Regions from separate parts of the Zea mays genome. Here all the other regions are linked to region 2. A link is a contact called in public Hi-C data. All regions are on one chromosome and are shown on one strand. Each heading gives the region's core, a stretch centred on a gene start, on an enhancer-like site or on the middle of the called end of the contact. The rest is flanking DNA. Distances are from core to core; before and after follow the strand shown. Region 1 has its middle 77 kb from the start of LOC109942316. Region 2 holds the start of LOC100191820. Region 3 has its middle 130 kb from the start of LOC109942316.

Region 1 (3,897 bases), core at 1,338-3,837, 220 kb after region 2:
CACAAAGTCACAAGTATCACAAAATAGTTCACAACACTAACAAGTACTCACATAAATGGGCCCACAAACATCCAATATATGCCATAAACAAGTCTCACAACTAAGTTTAGAAGAACATCAGTGAGGTGGGCGGCTGGACTAGTTCGGCGATGGGCTGGGCGATCCATGAGGATTGTTGGATGCCACAAATTGTCCCTGCACAGAGAAGAGATTGAATGTGTTATACCAGATGAATATGTATCATGCAGGACTAGAATTTTGATACTCATAGGAGTATGGAACTGAGTAGGGTCAGCTGGAGGGAACAACGGAGGTGGTTAGGGGTGGATAACGAGCCAACTCAGCTCGTTATGGCTCGGCTTGTTATGGCTCGTTAGTGTAATGAGTCAGCTCAGCTCGGCTCTGTCACACCCGGATTTAAGGGACAAAGTCGGGTGCATCTCATATACGCGCCAAAGAAGACAACATATATAATAACAGAGTGTATAGAGATAAATGTCACAATATAATCAGAGTACTTATTACATAGCGGAAGTCTTACAAAATAAAAGATACATATAAAACAAACTAAAGTCCATCCTTGGCGCCATAAAGTCAACTGGGAGACGCCACCTAGATCAAATCGAACTCCTAGTTGTGTGGCTCCTCTTGAACCACATGTTCTTCTCCTGTGGGAAATGTGAGACAACAAGGGTGAGCTGACACATGTTCATCGCTCAACAAGTTGTGGGGAATAATGTGCATGAACTCACCAAAGGTGGGAGTTCATGTGATGTGTAAGGCTGATCAGCAATAGGGTTTATAGCTGAGCATTGCTTTTAATAAGTTGGTCAAATTTTATTAGCAGTGACTAAATGTAAGTAAATACCAAACCATAAGAATAAAATAACAAAATTAATAAATAATCTCATGCAAATGCAAATAACAAATTGAATTTAGTTCCATAATTTAATCATGCGAGAGTCCTGAGCTGCTCTTGACCGTGAGCTCGGCTAGTATACCAGTTTTACACTCTGCAGAGGTTGTACCCTTTACCCACAAGTCATGTTACCCATCTACCAAGGGGTCATGAATCACATACACCTCTACCAAGGAAGCGAGGCAGGGTAACACTACGAGGCCTTTACAAAGTTCCACTAGCTTCTGAAAACACGCTACAGTTTCTGGGAAGAGCAATTGCAGGAATCCCTCGTCTGACCGCCATCGCAGCAAAATCAACCCGAGAACCTCCCTGCATGCCTACTCCCCTACTGCACTTACCCCTTTCGAGTAAGGTAGTCTTCCACTAGCTTTCCTAATTAGTCAGCCAAGGGCGTCCCATTCCACCCTTGTGGTGGCACGTGTTTCTCAAGTTAAGCTCCATGTTCCAATTAAAAATAATGATCCTTACATGAACATAAATAAAATAATAGAATAATTGGGACATGGATGTAATGAAATATTAACCCAAAACCATATAAAGCAATAGCAAAACTACCCAAATGATTCAGGGGTAAACAAGGTAAAAGATAATCAGACTAGAGTGACCTATTGGGTCCCATCAAAATTAAACCTATGCATTGATAAGTGATAATAAAGAACATTATTGGGTAACTGAAAGTGATCAAGGGCACAACTTGCCTGGGACTTGAGATTCCAGGTACCAGGATGATCCCCAGATTCTCATGACCTCACTGCTAGTCATAGCAATACAAACAAACATGGTATAGACAAAATTAAAATCACACCAAACATAAGAGCCAGCTGCATAATAATGACCTACACGTTGCTACGAGATCGTGGGAACGAGAATCACTAAGATCGGAGCTACGATTAAAGAGTTATGATAGAAGATCTATGAGATTAAAATATCAAACTATATTATAAATTGATTAGTATACATCGTATGAGAGAATTAGTTAACTCAACTTTAATCTAAGTCATTACTTGATTATAAATCATCTTTTAGGCCAAAGATAAACCCTAAGATCATGATTCTATATTATTATTAGAATAAGCTAATCCCGAAAATATAGGTTAATCAAATTAGTTACCTAATTATAAAAGTATGGGATATCATAAAATAAATGTTACTACTGCATAGTAAATATTTATACAAGGCTAACGCAACTTGAACGAATCAATTCGGAATTAAAACAGAAGAGTTATGAATTTCTGAATGTTCTATGTATTTGATACGAGATTAATTAAGAGATAAATTTCAATTTGGTTTTTATGTCAAAACAGAGACACTATGTGATAAACAACATTATTACAAAATTATAGGAACTGGAATGGATTAATTTGGACTAAGTATGCATTTTCTATGAATTAAACAAGTCCTAGAATTATTTTTTTATTAAAAATTAGTTTCTATAATTAATTCTCCCATTTCACTCGTTCTTGTACTGCGCGCATGAATTCTGGAAAGCGCAGGGGCCTCGGTGTAAATTTTCCCAAGACACAGAACTATGCCGCAGGACGGCGTGTTGATTTCGTATAAGGGCAGGGGTTCTTTAGCAAAATTGCCGCGGCCGAAGGGGTATAGGTGTTTTCTGATCGTTGGATCCAAAATCGAGGGCGCCGATTAAATCCACAAACACGTCGAACCGGTATCCTATCCTGGCCATCGGATCGCCATCCAACGATCCATATTTTAAATACCAGAGATCCCACCCGAACCATCCGATCGACATCTAATGGTCGCGGGCGAAACGCTACCCAGATTTAATCTAAGCCGTACACGCCTAATCCAAGGGCTCCAAACCTCCTACTCTCTCTTCTATTCGTGGCCGTTAATCACTAAATCAATGGCCCAGGGATTGTCTTCCCATACCGAAGACGTGCCCAGGACCCCATCCACGGTGAGGCCCCGCCCGCGGCGGCGAGGACATGGCCGGCTGCAAAAATCGGCCAAATCCCGCCCTCATATTCTAATTCGTCGAGCTAGCGCGCAATTGGGAATGAATCATACACAATTCGGGGTTTCTAACCTGACGAAGAGCTGGAGGCGATGTTATCGCAGTGCGCGGTAACTCCACTGCGGAAAGCTCACCTTGGTGCTCACTGGCGTGTCCGCGATGGCTCCGGCCCGGACGTCCTTCACACGAGCTCCCTTCGCCCCGTCTGTCAACCCCGAGCACCCCCGCGGGTAAGCACGATGACAGAGAATTGGCGTGTGGTGATGGCAGCCCCTAAAATCTCCGTATGTCCGCGGCGGCGATCAAAACGGTGCGCAACGCTCTACTTGGTGGCGGCGAACCCTAAGGCACTCGAGCAGTAGGGCACACGACCAACTTTTATCCGCTACGGGTCTGCGATTGGTGGGGGGATCACCGCCGATTTTCTCGGCGTCCGCGCAGAACTTCCGAAGTGCGGTTGATACGACAACGCCTGGGTCCACATGCCAGTGTGTGAACCAGCAACGCAGAGTCGTACCGGCGTGCCCCACTGACAGGGGCCCCACCTGTCACCTCAAGAGGTCCAGGCAGCAGTCGCAATCCGAGCGCGCGTGAAGGATGGGTCTGGTGGGCCGATAACAGCCGGATTGGGCCCAATGCGGGTGAGAATGTCCCTTTTTTCTTTATTTGTTTTCTTTTCAGTTTTTTCAAATCCACATTAAAATCCAAATTTCAAATTTATGTTCAAAGGCAACAATCCAAAATATTGCCATAAGGCAAAATATATATTTTATATATTTATATTAATTATTTTATTTCTTTGTTTAGGCAAAAGCCAAAAATATGACATGCTCACCTTTTATTTCATTTCAGGGAAAATATTACTTTTGAGTATGTGATCAAATTCCAAGTTTAACAAAAATATCCATTACCTTACTTGTTTAGAAAAAAAATGTATTCTCTTTTACGAAGAGTCTCTTCATCTTGAATATATATTTTTTATTTAAGAGCATTCTTT
Region 2 (3,714 bases), core at 1,040-3,539:
GCAATCAACATGTCCGAACCATGATCTTTGCCTTTTTCTGTTTACTCTTAACTATACCGTCTTTCTTTTACCCTTTCGGTGTCTCTTTTTCCTACCCTTGTTTCTTGTGGGTTTCATCTCTAGCCTACTCCAACTTGATTGGGACAAAAGGCTATGTTGTTGTTGTTGCCTGCATTCTTGACAAAAGTATACCAGAAGCACAAATCTGCAATTCCATGAAAAGCATTTTAAGTATATGGTTGATTCAAAAGGCTAGGCCACATTGATCTTAATTCTGCAAGAGATATTATACCTTGGCTAGTGTCTATACAAGGAAACATGAAAAGAAGCCAAACCTAACAAATATGGGAATTTGTTATAAATAATAACAATAACTGATTTATTTTTTGTGTGCAATTAACTGAATTATTAGTCCAGATGGCACCCAATTAAGTTCACAATTGAAATTATGTGTTCAGATTATATTGCAAATTCATTCTTTGTTCACCTACCATACAAATTACAGTATAAGATTTCAACTGTACACATGATAGCTTATTTATAATGCAATGATGCCAGTATTCTAACAAGGTACAGAATGTCCAACAATATAAATTAAAATTTACGACTTGGAGATAATAAATGCGCCCCTACAATCTTTAAGCCAGAAGAGACAAATGTTGTGATCAGTTTTCCCCCAGACTGAGGGAAACCTGGATTTTATTGCTCAGGAACAACGAAACTACAGCCATAACCAACTTGTTAACAAATTCATACATCCTAGAGCAATGCCAGTTACTATAAAATACAAACATCCACTGCAATCAACCTGGATGTTCATATTTCGTTATTTGTTGTGATCAGCATATAGACAAATAATAATCATATGACCTCGAGTAGATTGAATATCAGAAACCTAAGAACACACCTGTCCACAGGTTGAAAAAACTTCAGCAAGTTTCTGTTCAGTTACCTGGAAATCAAATGGGTTAATAGATCAAGAAAAATATAAAACTAACTATATCTAAACATGAAAGAGCTCATTCTCAAGAATTTACATGCTGATCAACGTCAGAGACATAGACTGTCCGCCGCACACTATCCTCCCTGTCAGCTCGACGAGGCCGGGCACCCATCATCCTTCTCCTCCCCTGGATGAAACCGTTCCTTCTCTGTAATCACAGACCAAATGCAGCCCATTATTCTCATGAAAGTACTCCAATTGTACTACCCAACTCATAGCACTAGCGAATAGTGCGTTGGGAGAACATAACGGAGCAAGAGACCAAAACGAAAATCCAATGACAAGAAAATACTCCAATTGTACTACCCAACTCATAGCACTGGCAAACAATACGTTGGGAGAACATAGACGGAGAAAGCAACCAAAACGAAAATCCAATGACAAAATTCATTTGCAGGGTACGGATCAGGGAGTAAGCAACTGATGAGAATCTTTTAAACGTCCCCTGTATCATAGTGTCAATATCAACTGATCCTGGCACATGGATTGAATTTTATATTGCAGCCATGAGCCAATCTAGACCTAAAACCCTCACAAAAGATCATCTCCCGCAAGCGATGGCGCGGGAGTGTCCAAAAATCCAAAGCCATCAACATCATGAAAAAGTCCAAAGGCCACCGATTGATTGACCCAGAAACAGCCCACTGCAAACCCCTACCCGGAGACTATCCACACCGAATCGGACTCGGCAATTCAACGATTACCCGTCGATTCGGCTGACCATTGGCGGATCCGTCGCTGCTGGAGTCCATCCCCCCGCCGCCACCCATGCCAACCCCGCCGACGCCACCCACAAACTGCAGCACGTGCATCGGCTGCTGCTGCTGCAGAAGCGGCGGCGGCGGGAGCTGGTGGTGGCGCGCGTAGTAGTCGATCGCCGGCGACACGAACACGGGCGCGTCGGCCGAAAGGCGGGGAGCGCCGCCGTCCACGCGGCGGCGGGACTGCGGCACGAACTCCTCCGCCGAGGGGTTCAGCTTAGAAAGCAGCTCCTCCAGCTTCCTCATGTCGCTCTCATACTCCCTCACCTCCTCCTTCCCCGATTCCCCCTCACCGCCCTTGGCCGCCGCCTCCGCAGCTGCCGCCCTCACCGCTTCCCTCTCCGCCGCCGGCACGGCGTCCGCACCGCGGATCAGGCCATCCACCGCCACGGCAACCATCTCCGCTCCGCCGCGCTGCGCCGATCCGAAGCCGATCGCCGCCGCTCACTGAAAATTGGCGAGTAAATCGAATCGAGAATCTTTTTATTATTATTGGAACAGTAGAGGGGCCGAAATAGAAAAATGAGATGAGCCGAGGCGAGATCGCTTTCGGGGCAGTTGGCTATAAATAGGAGCCCGGACCAAAGCCCGCACCCTCTTACTCCCTCTTTTTTCTCCTAAATATTTTTCTAAGTTACAAAATAATTTTCTTGATACGAAATATTTTTTAGGAAAGAATCAAAGCTAACAGGACATGACGGCAGGATGAGCGGCACGTTGGCACGGGCTCGACGAACTGAACGTGCTCTAAATTTTAAAATATAAGAGCAGCTCCAATAGTTATGTATATTTTTACTATCTAAATGTGAGATTTAGCAAATCTTTAAATAATATAGAAAACAGAAAAACTTATCTCCTCCAACAGTTCTCTATATACTACTTCCTAATATGTTAAAACTTGTCATATCACCAATTTGAATAGAATTAGCCATTTTTCCTTTTGTTTTCATCTCCCTTCTGCAACTCGATCTCAAAATTGTGACCTCGTCAGCAAACTGATTCAATATGGTGAGTTGTGTTGTCCTTTTGATTTGTTGCCACGATTGTTTATTCTCGACCTGTGCATGCGCAACTGTTACATTATTAATTGTTTAATCTCTAACTTACTAGATGCTGCAATTGTGCATCACCGACAGCCGACGCATGGGCTCAGAATATAGAAAAGACGTCCAAATAAAAGAAGTGTGCCAGATTTTATGTTTTAGGAGTTGGTAAGTAGTTGCTAAATGTAGGTAAGAAATAAGGTTAGATGAAAGTGACTAAATTTAGGAAGTTCATTTAGTGAGCTGTTGAAGATGAGTTTTTAGGTTAACTATCTAAATTATTGATTTAGGGTAGGGCTGGAAACGAGCCGAGCCGAGCTCGGCTCGGCTCGGCTCGACGTGGCTCGGTGCAGCTGCGAGCCGAGCCAGGCTCGGCTCGGTCATTTTGCGAGCCCGACCTAGAGGCTCGGCTCGGCTCGGTAACGGCTCGCGAGCCGGCTCGAGCCAGCTCGCGAGCCTCACACTAAATCACGTTTAGAGTATAAATTATATATTTTTTATTATATATAAGATATAAAAAATATGTATAATATATTTTTAGACTACAATATAAGTGTATCACGTATCAAGTTCAAGAAATTCAATAAAATAGTTCAAAACATAACAATAATATGGTATAATAGTATACTTGACGTTGTTAGCTCGGCTCGCGAGCCGGCTCGCGAGCTGGACCGAGCCGGCTCGGCTCGGCTCGCAGTTCTGGCGAGCTACAAAATCAGGCTCGGCTCGGGCTCGTTTTGGCTCGCGAGCCGGCTCGAGCCGAGCCGAGCCTCACCGAGCCCGAGCCGGCTCGTCGAGCCCGAGCCAAATTTCCACCCCTAATTTAGGGAGTATTTTACCTCATGATTGATTGTGTGCTTCTAGGCGATCGGCATCTGTCCGTGCCTTGACTGACCCCAATTTCTGA
Region 3 (3,663 bases), core at 1,131-3,630, 160 kb after region 2:
CTTTATCTCTAACACATGGTGAAACTCTAGATCCAAAATGTGGCTAAAATGGAGGAAAAATGAACAAAATTTGGCAAAAGAAACATAAGCCAAACTTTCCTAGCAACTAATAAACAAAAAATCTTAATACCCAAACCTATCTCTAACATATGGTGAAAGCCTAGTTTCAAAATGTAGTTAAAATTGAGCAAAAATGAATAATAATTGGCAATTGAAACATAATTAAACCAACCTTTCATAACAATTAATAAAAACAATCTTAATTACCAAACCTATCATCCTCCCTCTCCATACAACACATTCACCATTCATTAAGCAACTAAATATGTATCATGGATAAACTGATTTGAGAACTAAACATGAAAAAGGAGAGGGAATAGACAAAATCTAACCATCTTAAGCAACCTCATTTGAGGAAATAGAGAAAATAACCTAGCTATACTCTTCTCTCTCACATGTAAAACCCTAGATCCAAAATGTGGCTAAAATTGAGCAAGAATGAACAAAAATTAACAAAGAAACATAAATCAACCTTTCTTATTCACCTTCTTCCAAAAAATGAAGACCAAAACCTCCCCCTTGTATTTTGTGAAATCTGGACCTCCAAAATCGCCTCCAATGGAAGTTGGCTGCGAGCTACAACTCCTGTCGGGGAGGAAGAGTGGTATTTATAACACATAGTTCACTGGCGGTTTGGCTTGAAAAACCGCCAGTGGAAACCTATTTCCACTGGCGGTTATCTTAACACAACCGCCAGTGTAAATATCCTATTTCCACTGGCGGTTGGTGTAACAGAACCGCCAGTGTAAATATCCTATTTCCACTGGCGGTTGTGTTAAGATAACCGCCAGTGAAAATAGGTTTCCACTGGTGGTTCCCAAGCCGGACCCACCTGGTTTTTTTACTAGCGCGCGGTAACTGAAACCGTCAGTGATAATTTATGAGTGCCGCAGGTTTTAAGCTCTTTTCTACTAGTGATTGTTAGAGATGCTCTAACATCTGATGCCATCTAAAATGGACCGTATATTGCTACTATTTGCGAATAACAACGGTAATTATATTTGGTCAATGGATTATAAAGAAAGCTGGAACTGAAAACATATGGTACGACCTGCATTGTACAGTACTACTAGCATGTACTAATTCGTCATCACGTCAATTGAAGCATTCAATGGTTATATAAAAAAAAGCATTCAACATTCCGTCATTCCTGTCAAAATCTCTGTCGTGAGAACTGACGCGACTCAAGCCCAAGAGTCACCCTAAGACAGTCTCCACCAACGTCTTCAATATTGATTCTCTATATTTATATTTTACAGTCTTTTTTAAAAAAGTTTATTATTTATATTTTCTTTCTCTTCAACAACATCCTCTATACGCAAATATCTATATCAAAGATATTTTTTATTTTTTATATATTTATCATACTTTTAAATATATTGTACATATTTAAGTAAATATTTTATACAAAATAATATTTTTATTTATATTATCTATGTAGATTGTTATAAATTTTAGGAGCTAGGTATGGTCGCACGATTGGCACGCCTACATAGTTCCACGTAACTAAAGTTTGGTATATAAATATTAAATATAATACCGACTAAATTTTAGTCGAGAAATCAAACACCTCTAAAGAATTCACGGTCAATGCTTATGACCTGAATTCTCTCTAGGGGAGTTTGAACAAGAGAGAAATTCTTTCAATCTATAAAAATGACGTTCCCACCTTGCTGTTCTCTCTGTCTTCAGATCCAACCTGATCCGGCAGCAGCAGGGTATCATGATTGTTCCGATAGACCAAACCAGAGCGAATCCAGGACCAATGACAAAAAGGCGAAAAAGATGAGAGGCTCCTCTTCTCGCATCGTTGATTATATTTTTATATTCTTTGGAACATGTGCACCTTTATTCGAAAAGATATTGCACGAAGGACTTAATAGAGCTGCGGATACAGAAAATATGGTCATATTTGTTTCGTTTTCTATCTAGATTCTAATCAACAGAATCGGCTTCTCACAGTGAAACGATTAGATTCCCAATCCGTTTCTGCAATAATCTCTTCTATAAAGATTGTCTAAATCAATATAAATTCAGTAGCAGCTGAGTCGTCAATATGAGATGAATCCGTCAGTTGCTAAACCTCCTTTATCTTTTTTCGCATATAAATATTGTCTAGATTCTCGTGACAGATAGATATAAAAACTATTCTAAACATATCCTACGTATATGAGAAAGTACCGAACCATATCAGCCTGATCTGAACTTCGGCGCTAACGATTTTTGCCAACCGGGCACACAGAGTTTCCATAACGCAAGTGGGGGAAGAACGGACAAGAGCATCATCATCACAGAAGATATATATGAACTGATGAACAACACCAGCACGGAAAGCTTACGGGTGTAGTGTCGTTGTCGGACACGTGTGGAAGCTTTGCGCAGGGGACAAGGGCCCACCCTCTGTTTATTTCGGCTTCTGATTGAATTTTCTCCGTTAGAATCGGCTTTTGCCGCAAAATGTTTAGTTCCGAAGTCTGTTTATGTAAGAACCATTTGTATAAAAATTACATAAATCAACGTAAAATCCGTAGAGTCATCGCGACAAGAAAAATCCGTCGCTTTCTAAACTTTAAACCGTGCAGAATCCAGATTCTCATTGCAACTATATTATCCAGAATTTTAGATTCTTAGAAAATCTCTCTAGAAAAGGTTGTCCCAAACAGACACATAGTAGATGACATGAGTTTCAATAATGATACTGCAACACTTCTCTACTACTATAAAACATCAGTTTCTATGGTAGTTCTGCGTACGCGCGAATCACGTAGATCTATTTCTCTCCTGTTAATGGGCAATTATCCCATAGAGAAGCCGTAAAAACCACTCAAGCCTCAGATGAGCCGTGATAAACTACCTAAGCCCGACACGACAGGAAATCACACGCAGCGCAGCGCTCTCATATAGTACCACCCCGCTAGTATTAAAAGGACGAGCGACTGAACGAGCTATAAAAATAAGTTTAACTCATTTTAACTCATACTTTTATAGGACTTTTGGCTAAAATAAAATGTAATAATTGTTCTTATATGCCGTGTCGTCGTAACGTACATACATTATATTAGTATCAATCTGATAGCAAATTGCCATAGCGACGGATGAACATAGTAGTGTCTACCCACAAATCATTTGTTTGCGGAACTTGAAATAAAGAAAAGAGAAGATTTCATCCTACTGGCGAATCTGCATAACATCCTTGATTTGGATTAGAAATATGCATGTTCATCTTCAGGGTTTGTAAAAAGGGGAAACTAACGAAGGATGGGAAGTCAACAGATAAGGAGGTTAGTTCTTACGTGACCATGTTGCTTGAAAGATACGAATACTATGGAAGCCCATGCTAACTGAATGTGATCGGTTCGTCCTATTAGTTTAAACTCGAGGAAATATATTGAGAAGTTTGCAATATTTTGCGTAGCTGAACATGTGAAATGACGGAAAGAGGAGGATCATATACATACTTCACGGTGACTAAGGTGTTCTACAACCAACGCTATATTTACAGCAGGACATTTCTCTTGCCACAAAAATATCTTCATAGTGAAACATTACCATTGCAAATGTCAAACAACATTTTCTGTGGCATATGAGATGTACCACGGACCA

What was found. Hi-C and Micro-C count contacts between places; a contact is called where the count stands out from the background.
Region 1: a Hi-C map of leaf shows a contact between it and region 2, with 3 times the contacts expected there. The contact joins the enhancer-like site here to the promoter of LOC100191820 in region 2. A contact is called at or near these places in 7 of 25 Hi-C or Micro-C datasets (bundle sheath, ear, endosperm and 3 more) and 1 of 3 datasets of contacts at active chromatin or transcription factors (leaf).
Region 3: a Hi-C map of leaf shows a contact between it and region 2, with 5 times the contacts expected there. The contact joins the enhancer-like site here to the promoter of LOC100191820 in region 2. A contact is called at or near these places in 2 of 25 Hi-C or Micro-C datasets (both in leaf).

What each region holds. Positions count from the first base shown.
Region 1 is chr9:70,604,526-70,608,422 of Zm-B73-REFERENCE-NAM-5.0, reverse strand. No RefSeq gene overlaps it. Among protein-coding and RNA genes, the nearest start is that of LOC109942316, 77 kb to the right of the region's middle. Within about 2 kb of position 2,587, at least 18 of the 20 cell types and tissues checked have an H3K27ac peak or open chromatin away from gene starts, as enhancers often do. A contact at or near this core is called in bundle sheath, ear, endosperm and 3 more, where this site is marked.
Region 2 is chr9:70,819,599-70,823,312 of Zm-B73-REFERENCE-NAM-5.0, reverse strand. It overlaps LOC100191820, which reads right to left and starts at 2,289. Exons shown (of 10, transcript NM_001137244.1): 1 at 1,708-2,289; 2 at 1,038-1,151; 3 at 908-952. The coding sequence starts at 2,163.
Region 3 is chr9:70,658,473-70,662,135 of Zm-B73-REFERENCE-NAM-5.0, reverse strand. No RefSeq gene overlaps it. Among protein-coding and RNA genes, the nearest start is that of LOC109942316, 130 kb to the right of the region's middle. Within about 2 kb of position 2,380, at least 11 of the 20 cell types and tissues checked have an H3K27ac peak or open chromatin away from gene starts, as enhancers often do. A contact at or near this core is called in leaf, where this site is marked.